2 separate regions of the Oryctolagus cuniculus genome follow, and region 2 is linked to region 1. Evidence: chromatin contacts called from public Micro-C data. All regions are on one chromosome and are shown on one strand. The core of a region is the stretch at or near the end of the contact, and the rest is flanking DNA. Distances in the headings are between cores, read along the strand shown. Region 1 overlaps LRRC28 (leucine rich repeat containing 28). Region 2 holds the start of MEF2A (myocyte enhancer factor 2A).

Evidence for each region. Hi-C and Micro-C count contacts between places; a contact is called where the count stands out from the background.
Region 2: a Micro-C map of ear pinna shows a contact between it and region 1, with 2.8 times the contacts expected there. The contact joins the promoter of MEF2A here to the enhancer-like site in region 1. A contact is called at or near these places in 2 of 6 Hi-C or Micro-C datasets (ear pinna and an unstated tissue).

Annotation. Positions count from the first base shown.
Region 1 is chr12:9,004,513-9,007,089 of mOryCun1.1, forward strand. It overlaps LRRC28 (leucine rich repeat containing 28), which reads left to right. Exons shown (of 9, transcript XM_051822974.2): 3 at 1,797-1,837. Among named protein-coding and RNA genes, the nearest start is that of LRRC28, 21 kb to the left of the region's middle. Within about 2 kb of position 1,274, at least 2 of the 8 cell types and tissues checked have an H3K27ac peak or open chromatin away from gene starts, as enhancers often do. A contact at or near this core is called in ear pinna, where this site is marked.
Region 2 is chr12:9,277,037-9,279,613 of mOryCun1.1, forward strand. MEF2A (myocyte enhancer factor 2A) reads left to right here and starts at 1,273. Exons shown (of 11, transcript XM_051822954.2): 1 at 1,273-1,422.

The DNA of each region.
Region 1 (2,577 bases), core at 24-2,523:
TCCTCATCTTTTTCTTAATGACAATCACTATTACTGAAAACTACTTTTGTTACTGCAAATCGGAAACTCCGTGACCCTCGGTGCTTTTGCTGTTGACCTGCCTGTCTCCTGCAGGTGGGGGCCTCCTCAGCAGTGCAGTTAGAGCTGCAGCCAAATCGATCATCCCTGCGACTCCCTAAACACACCTCGTGCTCTTTGCTTTTTCCTAGGATGCCTGCTGGGCCTGGAGAGCAGCCAGAGCCAGCTCCCTCCACCCCACGTCAATTCTTAGAATTTACGGTGGCCTTCCAAACTGAGTCAGACCACGTGTCTTCTCAAAAGGCATTCGCAGTCCTTCGTTGTTGGTGTCTAGCTCATTGTATGTTGTGCGTGAATGTGGCTGACAAGAACCACAGCTCCTCAGAGTGCACCTTCACTCTTAGCCACTCATTCCTTTGTGTACTCGTAAACTTGAACTCTGTGTGTGTGTGTGTGTGTGTGTGTGTGTGTGTGTGTGAGAGAGAGAGAGAGAGAGAGAGAGAGAGAGAGAGAAAGAGAGAGAGAGAGATTGACAGATTGATTTTATATACAAAGGGACTTCAAAACTTGCATGGAAAAGTGGGATGAAAAGATATTGTAGGTGCCAGTGTTGTGGCACAGGAGGTCAGGCTGCAGCCTGCATCCCGTGTGAGCGCCAGTGAGTCCTGGCTGTTCCACTTCTAATCCAGCTCCCTGCTAATGCCCCTGGGAATGCAGTGGAAGATGGTCCAAGTATTTGGGGTCCTGCACCCATGTGAGAGACTCAGATGAAGTTCCTGACTCCTGGTTTCAGCCTGGCCCAGCCCCGGCTGTTGCAGCCATTTGAGGAGTGAGCCAGCAGATTGAAAACCTCTGTCTCTGTCTCTCCCTTGCTCTGCGATTCTGCCTTTCCAATAGATGACGTAAGTCTTAGAAAAGGTAGCGCAGTTCCTCAGTGCAAGGGAAGCTCCTTGTGCACACCGGCTGCCCGGGATGTTTACTGGAGGCTTCCTCACCCACAGCCTGCAGCACAGAGGGGCGTTCCCTCACCCTGGGCGGGCCAGTCTCTCAGGACTCCGATTTTGGATTTTGGACGAGGGACCCAGATTCCTGTTCGCTCCCCCTTCTCGGTGGCTGGTTTCCTGTCCCTGCCCCTCCTTGCCTCTGCTGTGCCCTCAGGACCGTGAGCAGGGAGACACACCCTTGTCCTGCGTGAGCTCAGCTTCCTCTGTTTATTCCCACTGGAGCTGGGCTGCGAATTTCCCTGACTTTCTCTTTGGGAGTTGGGGTGGGTGGGGCCTTGGTGTCTTAAGGCTGCCAGGAAGTATCGCCCCCTGCCCATGGAAACCCAGATGTGGTTTTGCTGCCTCCTTCTTGGAGCTGGGAGGAGACGCTGCTCACCCCTCCCCCACCTCCACCCCCCACCACCCCCCTCCCCCACCTCCACCCCCCACCACCCCCCCCACCTCCACCCCCCCACCCCCTGCCCCACTGTGGCCCTGGGGCTCCTTGCCCCTGTCTGGCTCTGTCCTCACATAGCGCTCTCCTCTCTGCGTCTGTTAAGACATTTTTATTTCTTCCATGGAAGAGGTTTCTGGGTTCTCTAAGGGACATTGATTTTGAATGTTTAAATGTGTAAGTTATAGTATGGTCTGTGTAAGCATAACCTGCAGGCAGGCTGGTTTATTATTTCTCAAGTTGTGTGCCCCACCAGAAGGTAATACTTTGTGCTTAAGCAAATTAGAAATGTTTATACATTTTTCAAAAATAAAATTTAATTCTGAGTTTTTAATTTTCAGCCAGAAAACCTTGCTCAGAAGCTTCCAAACCTTGTGGAACTGTGAGTCTGTTTATTCACATTTTTAAAAAAAAAAGACAAAAATGAAACTAAGTAATTTGAACTGTTAGGATGTGTCATTTTCATGTATTGATTTGTGACTTTTAGTAGTGCAGTCTTAGTGCTCAATTAGTGGACTTACAGAATTTTACCATGTGGATTGGGATTTTCTGTGTCTCACCCGGGGCAGTGAGGGTGAAAGGTGCATCTCTGGGGAGCTGCAGCTTTGCGGCAGAATTCCGGAAGGCCGTGCTTTGGGGAACTCTGTTACTGTTACTACTACGACTGCGCGTGGTGCTTGATGCCGACAGTGAACGGTTTTTTTCATCCTCCCACCGTTCGATTTGGTTCTTTTGAAGATTACTTCCATGATGCTAAGTTATGTTTACACCTTTGATTTTAAATTTTAGAAAAGCTTGGTTAGAGAGAGAGTTAGAAAGAGACGTCTCATCTGCTGATTGATTCCCCAAACACCCACAAGGACCGAGGCTGGACTGGGCCCAAAGCTGAGCGCCAGGAACTCAGTCCAGGTCTCAGGGTGGCAGGAACCCAACCATTCGCGCTATCTGTTGCCTCCCAAGGTCTGCATAAGCTCAAAGCTGAATGGAGAGCCAGGGCAGGCATGGGCCCAGGTGCTCTAACGTGGAATGCCGGCGACTTGACCGCCAGGCCCAGTGCTGACTCCACACCTTTGTGTTTTGGTTCATCAACGTTTCTTTAAAAGATTGATTGATTTGAAAGGC
Region 2 (2,577 bases), core at 23-2,522, 270 kb after region 1:
GCCACGCTCTGGGCCCGGCGACCAGCCACACTGGGATGGGCAGGGGGTGGGCAGCCCGGGATGGCTCTCAGTGCCCCAGGAAGCTGCGGGGGAGCCCCCCAGGGGCACAGGCTGTTCTCCTAGGCCCTCCCCTCCCTCCAAGGCAGAGGCAGGTGGCAAGCAGGGCGGCGCTTCTTACTGTCGCTCGGCTCCGCGCCCTGAGGTTTGAAGAGAACCTATCCAACTCTCATTTTCCCGGAGTGCAGGCGCCAAATCCAGGAGACGGCGCAGCTTCTGGCTGGCTAAAAAGCACGCATCCCCACCTGACTTGGGATGCACACCAGGGTTCTATGTGTGCGCAAACCTCCCTGGGCCCCGGTGCTGGCTGCCCTGAAACACTGGGTTTTGAGCAGAGTCTGGTGTCGGTGCCGCCTTTGTGCTGGGCCCTCCCCAGCACATGGCTTTGTCGTCCTGGAGAGAGGAAGCCAGCGAGCCTCCGGCTTCCTTTGCAACTTCCCGGTTCCTCTTCCCCGCTGCCCACCCACCCCGTCCCTTCGTTTCTCAGTGCTGTGGGACTGGGCTTTGCCTCTTCATTGGAAAACAATCATTTGGCTCTGTGTCCACTGCTCAGGCACCTCTGGGCGCGGGTGCAGGCGGTGTGGCCCCGAAACGAGGACCGATAACTGCTCACCTCTTAAAGATCTCAATGGAACAAATCAGTAACCCCCCTCAAAACACCCAGGCGACTTCAACCACATTTCCAAACCTCTCTCTCCTAAAACTCGGGCCCGCAGCGCGGTTAGGAGTTCAAGTCCTCCGGGCGCCTCTCTCAAGAGCTGTGACCCTGACAGCTCACTTCAAGCCTCCCCTTCCCTGTCCTCAGCTGTAAAATGGGAACAGAAACTGGCTCTGCTCGCCCACGTCGTATCACCGGGGGCTTATCCTCTAGCTCAGCGCCGCGGGCACCCTAGGCACCCTGAGGAGTCAGGACAAGGGGAGCCCGGCTGGACGGGCGGAAAGGACCCCTGCACGTCCTGGGCTCCCCGGGGCTGGGGTCCCCCCGTGCTCGCCGAGCGCGCGCACAGGTGCGGCTCCGGGCACGGGGAGCGCGTGGGCGCGGCCGCCGCCAGCGGCCCCGACCGAGGGCGCGGCGCTGGCCCCGGCCCGGCCGCACTCCCGGACGCCGCCCGGCCCTGGACGCCGGCCGCGCGCCACCCGCGCCCCGCCCCCGACGCCCGGGGTTGGCTGCGCGCGGGCCACGCGCGGCGACCTGCCACGCGCCGCGTCACTAGCGCGGCTCCCGCGGGGCCGCCCCGCCCTGGGAGGCGCCCCGGCCTCGTCAAGTGACCGGCAGCCCTTCCAGGGGACCACGGTCGTTCGCAGGGAGGCGAGCCCCAGCCCGCAGCCCGGCGCCAAGCCGCCGTCATCTCCTTCCTGTGCCGGGTGAGCCGTCTCCTCAGCCACCCGGAAAACATAGTCCGCCCCTCACGTCCTTGTGCAAGAGCGACCGCTGCCAAAGAGCGTCCCTCTGGGCGCGGACCCTCGTCTTCCGCGCCGCAGGGCCCGCAGGACCTGCTCGGAGGCTGGGTCGGCCCTAAGACAGACACCTCCCCGGCGAGGCGAGGGGAGAGCGGCGGGCGAGCGCGCCGGGCCCGGCTGGCGGAGGGACACCGCGGCGGGGCGCAGTGCGCACGCGCGCCCGGGAACGAGTTCCGGTCTGGCCGAGGCCTGGCTCCTAAAAATAGCCCCGGTGTGGGGATCCGTGCGCGGATGTCCCGGCGAGTCCCGGGCTGAGGGAGGCGGCTCCGGGCGGCGCGGCGCGCTGGTGGCGGACCGGGGCTGCGGCGTGTGTGCGCCCGCCAGCTGCGCCGGGGACACGGTGAGGGCCGCGAGCGGCGGGGCCCCGTCCGCGGGGCCGTCCGCGCCAGAGGGGGCGGCGTCTCCGTGAAGGGGACCGGGCAGGGGTGAGGTGGGGGTGCTGCAGGGCGGGGGGCGGCGGGGCCGAGCAGGGGCGTCTGCGGGCGCCGGGGGCCGCCGGGACGAGCCCGAGCCCGGCAGGGAGGGGGCCGCGGCCGTGGGCACGCGGCGGCGCGGGGCGGCGCGGGGCGGCGGGGTCGGGGTCGGCGCGCAGGGGCGCGGCGCCGGTGCAGCCGGGGGCGCGGCGCCCCGCGGGCGGGCAGGCGGGCGGGCCCGGGGGTCTGGCGGGCGCCGCGGCCCGGGCGGACGGAGGCGCGGCCGCGCGGGGTCGTCGCGAGCCGCCACCTCGGGCCCGCGCCGCGCCTGGGGACGGGGGCCGGCGGTGGGCGCCGCCTCCCCGAAAGTTGACGGAGTTCCCCGGGGCGGGGGGCGCCGAGTTGGCGCGCTCGGCCGGCGGAGCGGGGTGGTGGTCGGGGCCGGGGCGGGACGCCGGGGCCGGGCTCGGCCGGTGCGCGGCTGTCAGCGGCGTCCAGGCGGGGGGCGGTGGTCGGGGCCGGGCTGCGGGGCGGGGGCGGTGGTCGGGGCGCTGCGGTGGTCGGGGCGCTGCGGGGCTGGGGGCGGTGGTCGGGGCGCTGCGGGACGGGGGGCGGTGGTCGGGGCGCTGCGGGACGGGGGGCGGTG